Regions from separate parts of the Mus musculus genome. Here region 2 is linked to region 1. The links are chromatin contacts, called in public HiChIP or PLAC-seq maps. All regions are on one chromosome and are shown on one strand. The core of a region is the stretch at or near the end of the contact, and the rest is flanking DNA. Distances in the headings are between cores, read along the strand shown.

The links. HiChIP or PLAC-seq counts read pairs in DNA pulled down with a chosen protein or histone mark.
Region 2: a FOXA1 HiChIP or PLAC-seq map of pancreatic cancer cells shows a contact between it and region 1. The contact joins two enhancer-like sites. A contact is called at or near these places in 1 of 484 Hi-C or Micro-C datasets (embryonic stem cells) and 1 of 115 datasets of contacts at active chromatin or transcription factors (pancreatic cancer cells).

What each region holds. Positions count from the first base shown.
Region 1 is chr7:143,178,834-143,184,580 of GRCm38.p6, forward strand. Kcnq1 (potassium voltage-gated channel, subfamily Q, member 1) reads left to right here. Exons shown (of 16, transcript NM_008434.2): 3 at 3,897-4,023; 4 at 4,264-4,342; 5 at 4,794-4,890; 6 at 5,569-5,709. Among named protein-coding and RNA genes, the nearest start is that of Gm28821, 41 kb to the left of the region's middle. Within about 2 kb of position 2,143, at least 62 of the 459 cell types and tissues checked have an H3K27ac peak or open chromatin away from gene starts, as enhancers often do. A contact at or near this core is called in pancreatic cancer cells, where this site is marked.
Region 2 is chr7:144,034,144-144,039,448 of GRCm38.p6, forward strand. It overlaps a transcript of Shank2 not described here. Among named protein-coding and RNA genes, the nearest start is that of Mir3105, 28 kb to the left of the region's middle. Within about 2 kb of position 4,013, at least 72 of the 459 cell types and tissues checked have an H3K27ac peak or open chromatin away from gene starts, as enhancers often do. A contact at or near this core is called in pancreatic cancer cells, where this site is marked.

The DNA.
Region 1 (5,747 bases), core at 893-3,392:
TTCTCATGGGCTTTCCTCCCTGTGTATAGAAAGAGGCACAGGGTTCCTGCCTTGGTGGATACAGGAAAAGCTGCAGGCTCTGTGCTCGCTGTTTATCCCTGACGCAGGAGTCTCAGCCACAAAGCCCTCTGCAGCCAGGATTTAGCCTAACTCTAGTACAGGGAACAATGGTCATGGTGGGAGGGGCCACTGTGTTCTCTTGCCTTTTGTCTCAGCCCAAGCTCATTGGCCCAAGGACAGCCCTTTCTTTTATATCTCTGGGACAGAGCTCAGGGCCACACTCCATCAATGTCCCCTGGCCTTGAGTCCTTGGTTCTGGCAGCAGCATGTGGATTTCTCAGGGAGGCCCTTTAGGGAGCTGGACAATACTGGTGCATTAGGCTGGTACTTTTATTGGTGGGGGGAGCATGCTAGCTTTTTAGGTGGCTGTTACAAGGTCTGGGGGATGCTGGGATGGTCTAAATAGGCAAGGGGTTGGAAGGTGGGGGTGAGAGTACACCCCACACACTAAGCCTCTGAGGACATGGAGAACCCAGAGGATGCAATGTGTCTGGGGTCTAGGGAGGCTTTTGGGTGCACTGGGCCATGAGACCCTTTGGGTGATAGCCCATAACCTTTGACCTCAAGTGGACAGCAGGAGCAGGCATGGGGGTGAGGGAGGGGTAACAGGTATTTATGTGTTCTGTTGAGAAATTTGAGGCCTATCATTCAACACTGGGGTTGCATTTGGATTATGTCTATAAGACAGGTGAGCTTCAGGCCTGGCCCTGACTGAGCAGGGGTGACTATGCTGGAACAACAGCTGGTATCAACCCTGTGGTCTGTTATACAAGGGCTAAGCTCGCCCCACTAACCCTGCTATGGACTAGGGTGTTGTTACCTGAATTAAACTGTCCCCCACAGTGTGTCTCCTACAGACTCACACTACTGCTAAATGCTAATTCTTCACTGGAGTTCCAGTGTGACCTTTGGTCTGAGGGCTACTCCTCCTAGGTCCAGTATATGTGCAAAGCTGGTGAAAACCATTTTATCTCTGTCTAAACACTAGATATGGCTACATTCTACCTAGGACAGGGTTGTTTTCCTATGTCTCTTTCCTAGAAGCCCCTGAGCCTTACTGATTAACTCAGCCTGGCCTGCCCTGGACATAACTAGCCAGACATTTTCAGGGGATGAAGGGGCTCAAGTCCGCTGAATCCAGGCTTCACACTGTGTTCACATGCTGAATTGGAGATCTGTGTAAGGGGATCTTGCTGTTTCACATAGCCAATTCCAAAATGGGTTTCCCTCCAAGTACTAGGTCAGGGGGCACCTGTAGCCATCAGAAGCCATTGCTAAGGAGATATTTGAATAATGACAAACATCTGCAAATGAGAGAAACTCACTAGATGATCAGCCAGCTGGGTGATGTATGGCCATGAAATTGGAACAGAGGCCTTCTGCCTGGGCTAGCACTGTAACTAAATATTGGGACTTCTCATGGTCAGGCATGCTGTCTCCCATGAAGTCATATCCTGTGCTGGGGATTGGGAGTATGTTTTTCATGTTGGCCAAAGATACACACAGTACTTTGGGCAACAGCCCTACAGACCCAGATTCTCAAGAAACAAAGATGAATCAATATCCCTGCAAGCCAGCTGCTCAGAGATTGTTCATTTGCCCGTTCATTCATTCACTCATCATTCATTCATTCAACAGGCCAATATTGAGCTCTGACTGGAGTGAACGAGACTATGGCTCCTCCCTGGTATGCTCAGCCAAACTGGGCCCATCATTGCCAGCACTCTCTCGCTCTCCCACACATAGCCACCCCCCCCCCATTCCCAATGAGTTCACTTCATGGGCCAAATGCTTTTCTCACAAGGAAGGAGCTATGATCTCCCAAGCTCACTCCTTCCATCAGTCACTGCTCATGCCCAAAACACAAGCCAGGTGGTGTACTATTTTGTCTTAATTAAAAGCATTTATATATGATGTGCAGTATTCAGCCCTCACTCATGGTGGACTCTCCAGCAGCCGACAGGTGGGGGCAGGGCCAGCATGTGTCACCCTTCAAAGAGGAAGTTCCCTCCAGGGCCAGGCTCCTGAGGGAGGCCAGGCAGGGAGCCAGCTGGAAGCAGGCCTGAGCAGCACAATGCTTTGTGGCTTCTCGGGTTTGTGGCTTTGCACAGTCCCCTAACATATGTGGGAGTGGTTTCACCTCCTCACCCCAGGCCTTCCCCAAGGGCCTCATACCAAAGAAGGCTGGCTGGGAGCTGGGGAACAGGTCTGGGACAGGGCTGGAGACCTGGAGGCCACCATAGGCTGTAGTTCGCATGGAATGTATACTTATTTCAAATCCTCCCATCACCCACTTGTGGTGCGGCTACTCACATTTTCACGCCATAGCAGGACTGAGGATCAGACCTGAGCTGCCCAGGGGTGGAACAAGCAGGAAGGGGATTCTCACTCAGGGCAGCCAGTCCCTGACAATGACCCTGTGGCAAGAGCTGGGAGAGAACGGAAACTGGCAGCAGAGTATGGGTATCCCAGACCAGACCTTCTGACATCACTATGCCATAGCAAGCCAGCCAATGCCTCACCCTCCAGATACTGTGCATGTGACAGGTCTTTGGGTGTTTCATTGAAGAGGCAGATAGTGAAGGCTAGGGAAGGAGAGGCTATTCACCAATCAAAGGCAAGGCCCCAGGCTTACCTTGACTTCTCTCATGGTGATTGCCAGGCCGCCAGCGACCGTCCCTTCAGTTTGTGTCAAGGCTGTGTGAACACAAAGCAGTACAGTTGCTCTCACCCAGTGCTGTCACAGACTGGGAAGGCCCCAAGATTGCTGCTAGCTGAATTATAAATCATGGTCAGAGGCTGAGTCTGTTTTTATTGAGAGAGCTAATGGATCCACTTTGTTTTTTTTTTTTTTAACTTGGTTCTCACACCAGTCACCTGCAATTATTTATTTACCTTCCTATTCATCTACTCAACCAACCATCGACACACCCATCCATCTATCCATCCGTCCATCCATCCATCCATCCATCCATCCATCCATCCATCTGTCCATCTATCCATCTGTCCATCTCTCCACTTTCCCATCCTCCCACCTTCTCATTCATCCATCCATCTACCTATCCATCCATTCTTCCATTCATCCATCTATCCATCCACTCACATGCCTATCCATTTGTCCACTCACCCATCTCCTCTTCTATCCATCCACCTTTGTGTTGATCTGTCCATCCACTGCAGTAAGTAACCTGGATGACAGCCTGGGTTTCTCTAGCTTGTAAAGCCTCCCTTTCAGTGCACTCTGACTTCAGAGTGTATGTGGATACATTGGGAGAGGTCTGGTCTGTGTGAATTGACCTAGGAGAGTTATTTCACATCCGTTGCTGCCCGTGCCCTTGCTTGATTCCTCTACTGCCTCTGGATGGATTGGGGGGACTTTTGTACCCAAACCTCAATAGAGGCTATGGATGGTGGGTACGGTGTCTCCAGTGTGAGGCAGAGCTGTGAGCTATGCTCTAAGGGAGACAGTCCTCAAAAGACACATGTCCTTGAACCCTCATTTTCAGATATAGAACTTGAGCTCTGTTGATTCCATGAAGCTAGACAACACAAATGTCAGCACTATGTTACCAGACCAGATCATTAAACCCCAACCCTGGTGTGGAGTCTTCCCCAGCAAATAACAGCTGACACTGTCTACTCTTAGCATCCCTGGGCTCAGTGTGTTAACCTCTCTGGACAGTTGTTATAGGTACTATGAGTTACCACAGATGGATACCTGAGCCTGCTAGTCACGGTTGTGTCTCAGCAGAGGCTCCTGGCATGGTAGCTTGGTGTAGGTGCTCTAGCCTGAGTGGTCATAGCCTCTAACACAGGCTTATTGCTTTCTTTCTCAGGAGATTGTCCTTGTGGTGTTCTTTGGGACAGAATATGTGGTCCGCCTCTGGTCTGCAGGCTGCCGCAGCAAGTACGTGGGCATCTGGGGCCGGCTACGTTTTGCCCGGAAGCCCATTTCCATCATTGGTGAGTCCTGCCTACACATCCTGCAGACATTCCATTCCACACATTCATGGGTCCAGAAGGACATTCCCATTACAGTCATCCCCAGAGAATCTCCATGGATGGAGACCCCTAGATTATTCCTGTGCCCTTGGTTATTGGGTCCCATCTTGCTTTAGTGGCATAACCCTCAGGTGTGGGTGGTAGCCTACCCTCCCCAGATTCCTGGTTACCAGAAGTCATGACCCCCTGCCCCTCCCACAGACCTCATCGTGGTTGTAGCCTCTATGGTTGTCCTCTGCGTGGGTTCCAAAGGACAAGTGTTCGCCACATCAGCTATCAGGTATGTTGGCTCTTCCATTTCTTCCTGTGAGAGAAGACCCACTACAAAGCCCTTTCCTCCTAAGCTGTAGTCTCTCCCTCCCTCTACCTGTCTCTTTCATGGTGAGTGGCACAGGGGAAGGGTGGCCATAGTTCATCATATTGAAACAGTATGCAACCCTGAGTTCAAGGTTTGACCCCAGTACTTCCTAGCTTCTAAGACTTAGATGATAGCCTGACTGTGTGGTTGCCATATGGGTGACCCTGGGTTTCTGGTCTCCCCCAAAAAGGCCATATAAAAGGGCTCCTGGAGAGAGGGTTCTCAGGCACCTATAGGAAGCAAGATGGCTCCAGTACAAAGTGTCATGTACATGTCTTCTCTACCCATTGGAAGCTTGGTGGAGACAGGAACATAGGAAGCAAATGCTTGTGTCCACCACAGCCCTCTTGACCTCTCCCTTCTTGCTTCTTAGGGGTATCCGCTTCCTTCAGATCCTGCGGATGCTGCATGTCGATCGCCAGGGGGGTACCTGGAGGCTCCTGGGCTCTGTAGTCTTCATTCACCGCCAGGTGAGTAAGCCTGGTGTGGGCAGAACAGAAGCTGGCCAGCCTATAAACAGGAGGTCTGGAGACTTATGAGGTCAGGATGCAGTGATGGTGATATCTTAGTACCTGGACCCCAGCTGAGTGGACCAGGTCTAGGCAGATACCAAGACATGTGAGTCTGAGGACAGGGTCCAGGACCCCAGAGCCTTCCCAGCCTGAGCCTACCCCACATTCATGATGGCAAAATACTTGGCTTCTTAACAGTGCAGAGCTGCCGCCACCTTCACTTGGGCTTGGGACAAAAGACCATTGCATCTTGTAGAAAATGTAAGATGAACAACAGATTTATGAAGCTCTGAAATCAAACCTAGGAAATCAAGGGTGGTGCCTCAGACACTTTCCAGAGGACACTCTGTCTGAGAGGCTGCTGGGGACAGCTGGCTCTAAGTACTATCTTGTCATGGGTACAAGGGAGACTGCATGGACCCAAATGGCTGACTTAGGGTAATAGCTGAGACTTCTTCATTGCCACTTTTGTGAATTGCAAAAGCTAGGTTACTCTGGAAGGTGATTCTGTGTGTATAACATGCTACAGTCAACACAGTACAATCTAACAGCAAATTCTGGAACTTTCCTCCTCTCACCATACTCATGTGGACCACCAGGGTATGTGACCATGGCCTCTGTGTTGTCTGTCCCTAGGAGCTGATCACCACCCTGTACATTGGCTTTCTGGGCCTTATCTTCTCCTCCTACTTTGTCTACTTGGCTGAGAAAGATGCGGTGAACGAGTCCGGCCGCATCGAGTTTGGCAGCTACGCAGATGCTCTGTGGTGGGGGGTGGTAAGTTGGGGTCTTTACTGGGGGTCTCAGGTGGGAGA
Region 2 (5,305 bases), core at 2,763-5,262, 860 kb after region 1:
ACTGGAAGCCACACCCATGGGCCTTTGTGTCTTCCTAAGGAGCAGCTCAACCTTCCTCCAGTCCTTGCTTACAGCATGGTGTGTGTGTGTCTGTGTGTGTGTGTGTGTGTGTGTGTAAAACAACTCAGATAAATTTTCCTGCTTTGTTCATATCTGTAAATGAAAGTATTTAGGTATTTAAAGTTGGCTTGTTCCTATGCAGGGATCCCACAAACACTGAGAGGGGTGACTTCATTTTAAAATATTCCTTTATCACCTTTGGCTCAGACATGCATTTTCCTCTCTATCATAGTTTGGGGCCAAAACTGTTGCTCCTGATTCAGCCACTAGACTATAACTGCTTTTGTTGTTATTGTTAAATATTTAGAGTTAGGGTCTACAGTTTCATGTAGCCCAGGCTGGCCTCAACAAATTCATTAAATAGATGAGGATGACCTTGAACTCCTGATCTTCTTGCCTCCAAATCCTAAATGCTGGGATTACAGGCATGCACAGCCATACTATATATATATATATGTCACTCTCTTCAGACACACCAGAAGAGGCCATCAGATCCCATTACAGATGACTGTGAGCCAACAGTGTGGTTGCTGGGAATTGAACTCAGGACCTCTGGAAGAGCAGCCAGTGCTCTTAACCACTGAGGCATTTCTCTAACATACTTGGTATTTGTTTGTTTGTTTGTTTGTTTGTTTGGTGAGACAGGATTTCTCTGTGTTGCCCTGGCTGTCCTAGAACTTGCTGTGTAAATCAAACTGGCCTCGGATTCAGATCCACCTGCTTCAGCCTCCTGAGTGCTGGGATTAAAGGCGCGCGCCACCACAATCCTGTATGTTTTATGTGATGCTGTGAGCAGAACCCAGGCATGTGCTGGTCCCTAGCTCCTAGTGTGTGTGTGTGTGTGTGTGTGTGTGTGTGTGTGTGTGTGTGTGTGTGTGTGAGAGAGAGAGAGAGAGAGAGAGAGAGAGAGAGAGAGAGAGAGAGAGAGAGAGCAGGAGTGAGTACATGCTGAGGCAGGTGCCTGCGGAGGTCAGAAGAGGGCAACCTTGGAGCTGGACTTGCATGCAGTTGTAAACTGTCTGACTTGGGAGCTGGGAACTGAATTCAGGTTTTCTGCAAGAACAGTACAATCTCTCTAGCCCTGAAAGGGGTTATTGTTGGTTCTTCCTGGAAGTGTGGCCTGAGAGTTTGTCTTTTGTTCTTGCTAGGTAGTTTCCTGGTATTCTGTGGCATTTCCCATGTTGCTCTCCTGGCTCCTGTCTATCAGGGGAACCAGCTAGTGTCACTCTGGGAGTTTCTGCTCCGTGTCTGCATCTCAGTCCCTCTCTGTTGAGTTCTCCAGTGTCTTTGTATTAGGCATTTGGCTGGAGCTGTTTGTCCCCAGGATTCTGATCTGGAGTACGATCTGTTTTCATAGCTTCGTACTCTCTGCTTCTGACAAGTATTCTCTGGAGCTGTTGTTTGGGATATGTTCTGATGTCTGATTATTTCCCTCCTGAGTATAATGTTTCTTAAGACAGTCCTTCCTCTGTGGGGCCAGTTTGAGAAGTTAGATATATCAGTCTGCCAGCCTGCCTGCCTGTCTGTCTGGTGTGTGTGTGTGTGTGTGTGTGTGTGTGAATCTTTCTAGAGGGCTGGGCAGCTATCTCTTTATCTTTTTTCTTCCAAACGTTATCTTAAGTGCTTTTCCTTGGGAAGTCCCCTGAACAGAGACTAAGTGTCTTCATCACCGATGGACCCCCTCTGCCCCCATCACTCAGTGGAGAGCACCGCCTAAAGGGTCTCCCAAGAGCTGGTTCCATAACCTTATCTCTCACCCAAGGAGGGGGAGAGAGCGGCAATGAGATGGAAGAGGCACTCCTCCTACCACAGCCTTCTGTATCTCACAGATCATTGGATCGGGTCGGTTCTGACCGTGTGTAATGCCTTGGGGATTTTCTAGGCTGGCTTTTGTATTTTACAACATTTAGTTTGACTTACTTGATTCCCCGAGACTGTCTCCCTCAGTGTTGGTCTCCAAAGTAGAGAGCCCATGCCCCATCATCCATTTGAGCTATCTTTCTGTTACAGTGTTTTATCTGGTAAATCTTTATTTCCCAGAACTGCCTATTGACGTAGGTGCACATGCTACAGACTGTAAGAGCACTCTAGGGTGGCAGACCTAGAACCTGAACATCAAAGCTGGGAGGGCAGAGGGAGTGGTGAGGGTTTCGCTGCCGGGAGCAGGTACAGACCATAGTACACTTCTTCTCTGCTGGAGTCTATCCCCAGGATGGGTGGGACTCACTGCACTCAGGCAGGATGCAGCCTTGCCTCAAGCTGATCCTGACTCAACACATCCCTGTGGGTGTGTCCCATGCAGGAGGAATCCCAGTGTGACATAATTATACCAAAAGGTGTTAAATGGTTTCCTGAATGTTGACCTCATGACAGACACCATATTAAGGTCTTGAATGTGTTCTGTAGAGTCCTTGTAACATCCTTGACCTTGGTAGTGGGTCTGAGCATCTTTGTTGAAGGCTAACACACCTATGGAGAGGACCAGAATCTTAGGTGTTCAAATAGAACCTTGGTGATGTACAGCTGGGAGGAGACAGAACCATACAGCAGCCTGGTCACCAGGGAGGCTCAGCATGTGCTGAAGGTTTTAGTAAGGCTCTTTGATAACACATGAAGTGCGTTTGCTTGTGACATTTTCGTACATACATGCAATTAAACTTTGTTCTTGTTCATCTTCTTCCCCACTGTCCTTCCCTGCCCCCTCCATCTCCTACCAGTTGTTCTTCCCTGTCACCTCCATGTCCCCCTCCCTCTCTCTCCACTGTCCTACCCAGCCCCTCCCCTACACTGTTTTTCCCTGCCCCTTTCCCTCTCCCTCCACCAATACTCACTCCTTCCCTGCTCCCTCCCTTCCCCTCCCTCCCCCCTCCCCCTACCTTCTCCCCTCCCCCCTCTACCTCTCCCCACTGTCCTTCCTTGTCACCTTCCCTCCCTCCTCCACCTGCCTTCTCCCCTCCCCCCTCTACCTCCTCCCACTGACCATCCCTGCCCCTTCCTCTTCCCCCCTCTACCTCCCCTCACTCTCCTTCCCTGTCCTCACTCTACCTTCCTCTCAACTGCCCTTCCCTGTCTGTCTACCTCTTTGTTGGTCTGCTTCCTCCTCCCAAATAGCCTGTCTTCTCCTTTCTCACAGTGCCCTTCCTACTCCCCCCCCCCCCCACACCACACATTTAAATCCAGGTTGTTCATATGAGAGCAAACATGCAATATTTGTCTTTTTGAGTCTGGCTTATTTTGCTTAATAAAACAGCCTCCAGTTTCATTCATTTTCCTGCAAATGTCACGACTTTATTCCTTATGGCTATTTAAGATTCCATTGCAGGCATACACTGTATTTTCTCTATTCATGCATCAGACATCTGTGTGAGCTGCTGTGAATAGTGTAGCAGCAAACACCCCATTTTGTAGAAGGAGCATGGAGGATCAGAAGGGAGCCGGTGAGAGACAGAGCAGATGGTCTAAGGTCTGAAAACCCGCTGAGCAAAAGGCCCATGATGTGCCCACTGACTGCCAGGTACCCAGGCCTAGTTTATACATGCAACTTGTATTCAGTGTGGGAAGGTGGCTACTGAGCAGCTTGTGTGGTAAACAGTCCTGGGACCACAGTCTGGTCTTGCTGTGTGCGCGCGCGTGCGTGTGCGTGTGTGTGTGTGCGCGAGCACGCATGTGCATGCATGCCTATTGTGGGAGGTCTATTGAGTCATCCCAGCTGCCATAGTGTTCCTTAGCATCCAGGATGGGTTAGGTGACTAAGGAGGGTTCACAGGACTCTGAGAAGAAGCCTAGTGTGGTATAGCATGAGCAACCACAGAACTGACATCTGGCAAGCCCAAGCTCCATGTTCCCTGCCTGCTTTGGACAGTTCCTGGCTGGTCACCTTTACTGTGGTACAGGCCCATTTCTCCCACAGGTCCTGCATCTGCTTGTTTGCACTGGGTTACTGGGAATGCTGGGAAAGGCTGCCCTGGTCACCTAGTACTGAAGACCAGAAGGGCAATCGCACTTTGTAACCGGAAGGGCTCTCTCAGGAGTGTAATCTGTTCTGGAACTTTCTAAAGACCATTTCACTTCATTCTGTTCAAGACAAACAAAGCCACTGGAGGCAGAGACAGGCAATCCCACGGGTATGAGTTGTCAGCAACAGAGCGGACATTGTTCCCGCATGCCGTCCCTTGCGGGCTAAATCCTCTGTCTAGCTGGGGACATGACACAATTCCTGGAATCCTGCCCGGAGGAGCTGAGTGGAGCTGCCAGCCAGCTTGCCCCAGGGGCCCCCAGTGTCTACACACTGGGTGGCGGTGCCTGGAGAAGCTGTGGGGCTGTCCTTCACTGCCCCATGAGGCACAACCCTGCTGTCTTCTGCTGCCTGCTATTTCTGAGCTCACAACTCCTGTGAGCCCAGGCCAGGAAAGCCTTGGGCAGTACTGACAAGGCACCCTTGGAGCCCTGGCTGAGCAGGGGCTGGGTGGTGGTTTTAGAGGACTGGGAAGAGTTAATAAAGGGTGCCAGGAGTAAGTTGAAGCACATTTCTGCATCATTCCGAATGTGGTATACAACTGGCAGTGGCCATTCAATGTGGCCTTTTAAAAAGTGGCATGTGACCAAATCAGTACCAAGCAAAGTGGGCTCTTCTGTTATATTTTTGGAGAACAGTGAATAAGGGAGTGGGTACAGCGCTGGTTGTGGCCGAGCTGCGCAGCAGCAATGATCGAACCCACATTTATTCCCGGGAGGTGGCAGAGGAGTACTGCGGAGTGGGGGGAGGGGCTCTCTAGGGTTCCCAGCAGCAGCCCCTCAACCTCCAGTCAGGCTTGGCACCAGGAGCTCAGCCAAAGCTATCAGTCCAAGCCCCATCCCCTCCACTCCACCTCCCTGGCTCATCTCCTGGCAGCCGTTATAGGGAAACAAGGCTGGCCCCTTTTTCCTTAATTAGTACTTCCATTTATGACATAGATGTATCTTCCTATGGGTTATTTCATTTAGCAAAAAGCTTTTCATCTACCACCCTGACCCCCTTAAAGACAATTTATTGCCATTCATCCTTCCTCTCTCTGTGTTTGACTCTCTCTCCCTCTCTTGCTCATGTACCTCCCAGAAGCCACTGCTCCAGATCTGGCACTCCTAGAAGTCATTTCCTCTCCATGTCACTCTCCCTGCCTCCCGCATCAGCAACCATCCATCACCTGCGTCTGAATGGTCTACCTAATTTTCCTGGCTCAGAAGCACTCTTGACCATTACATTTGT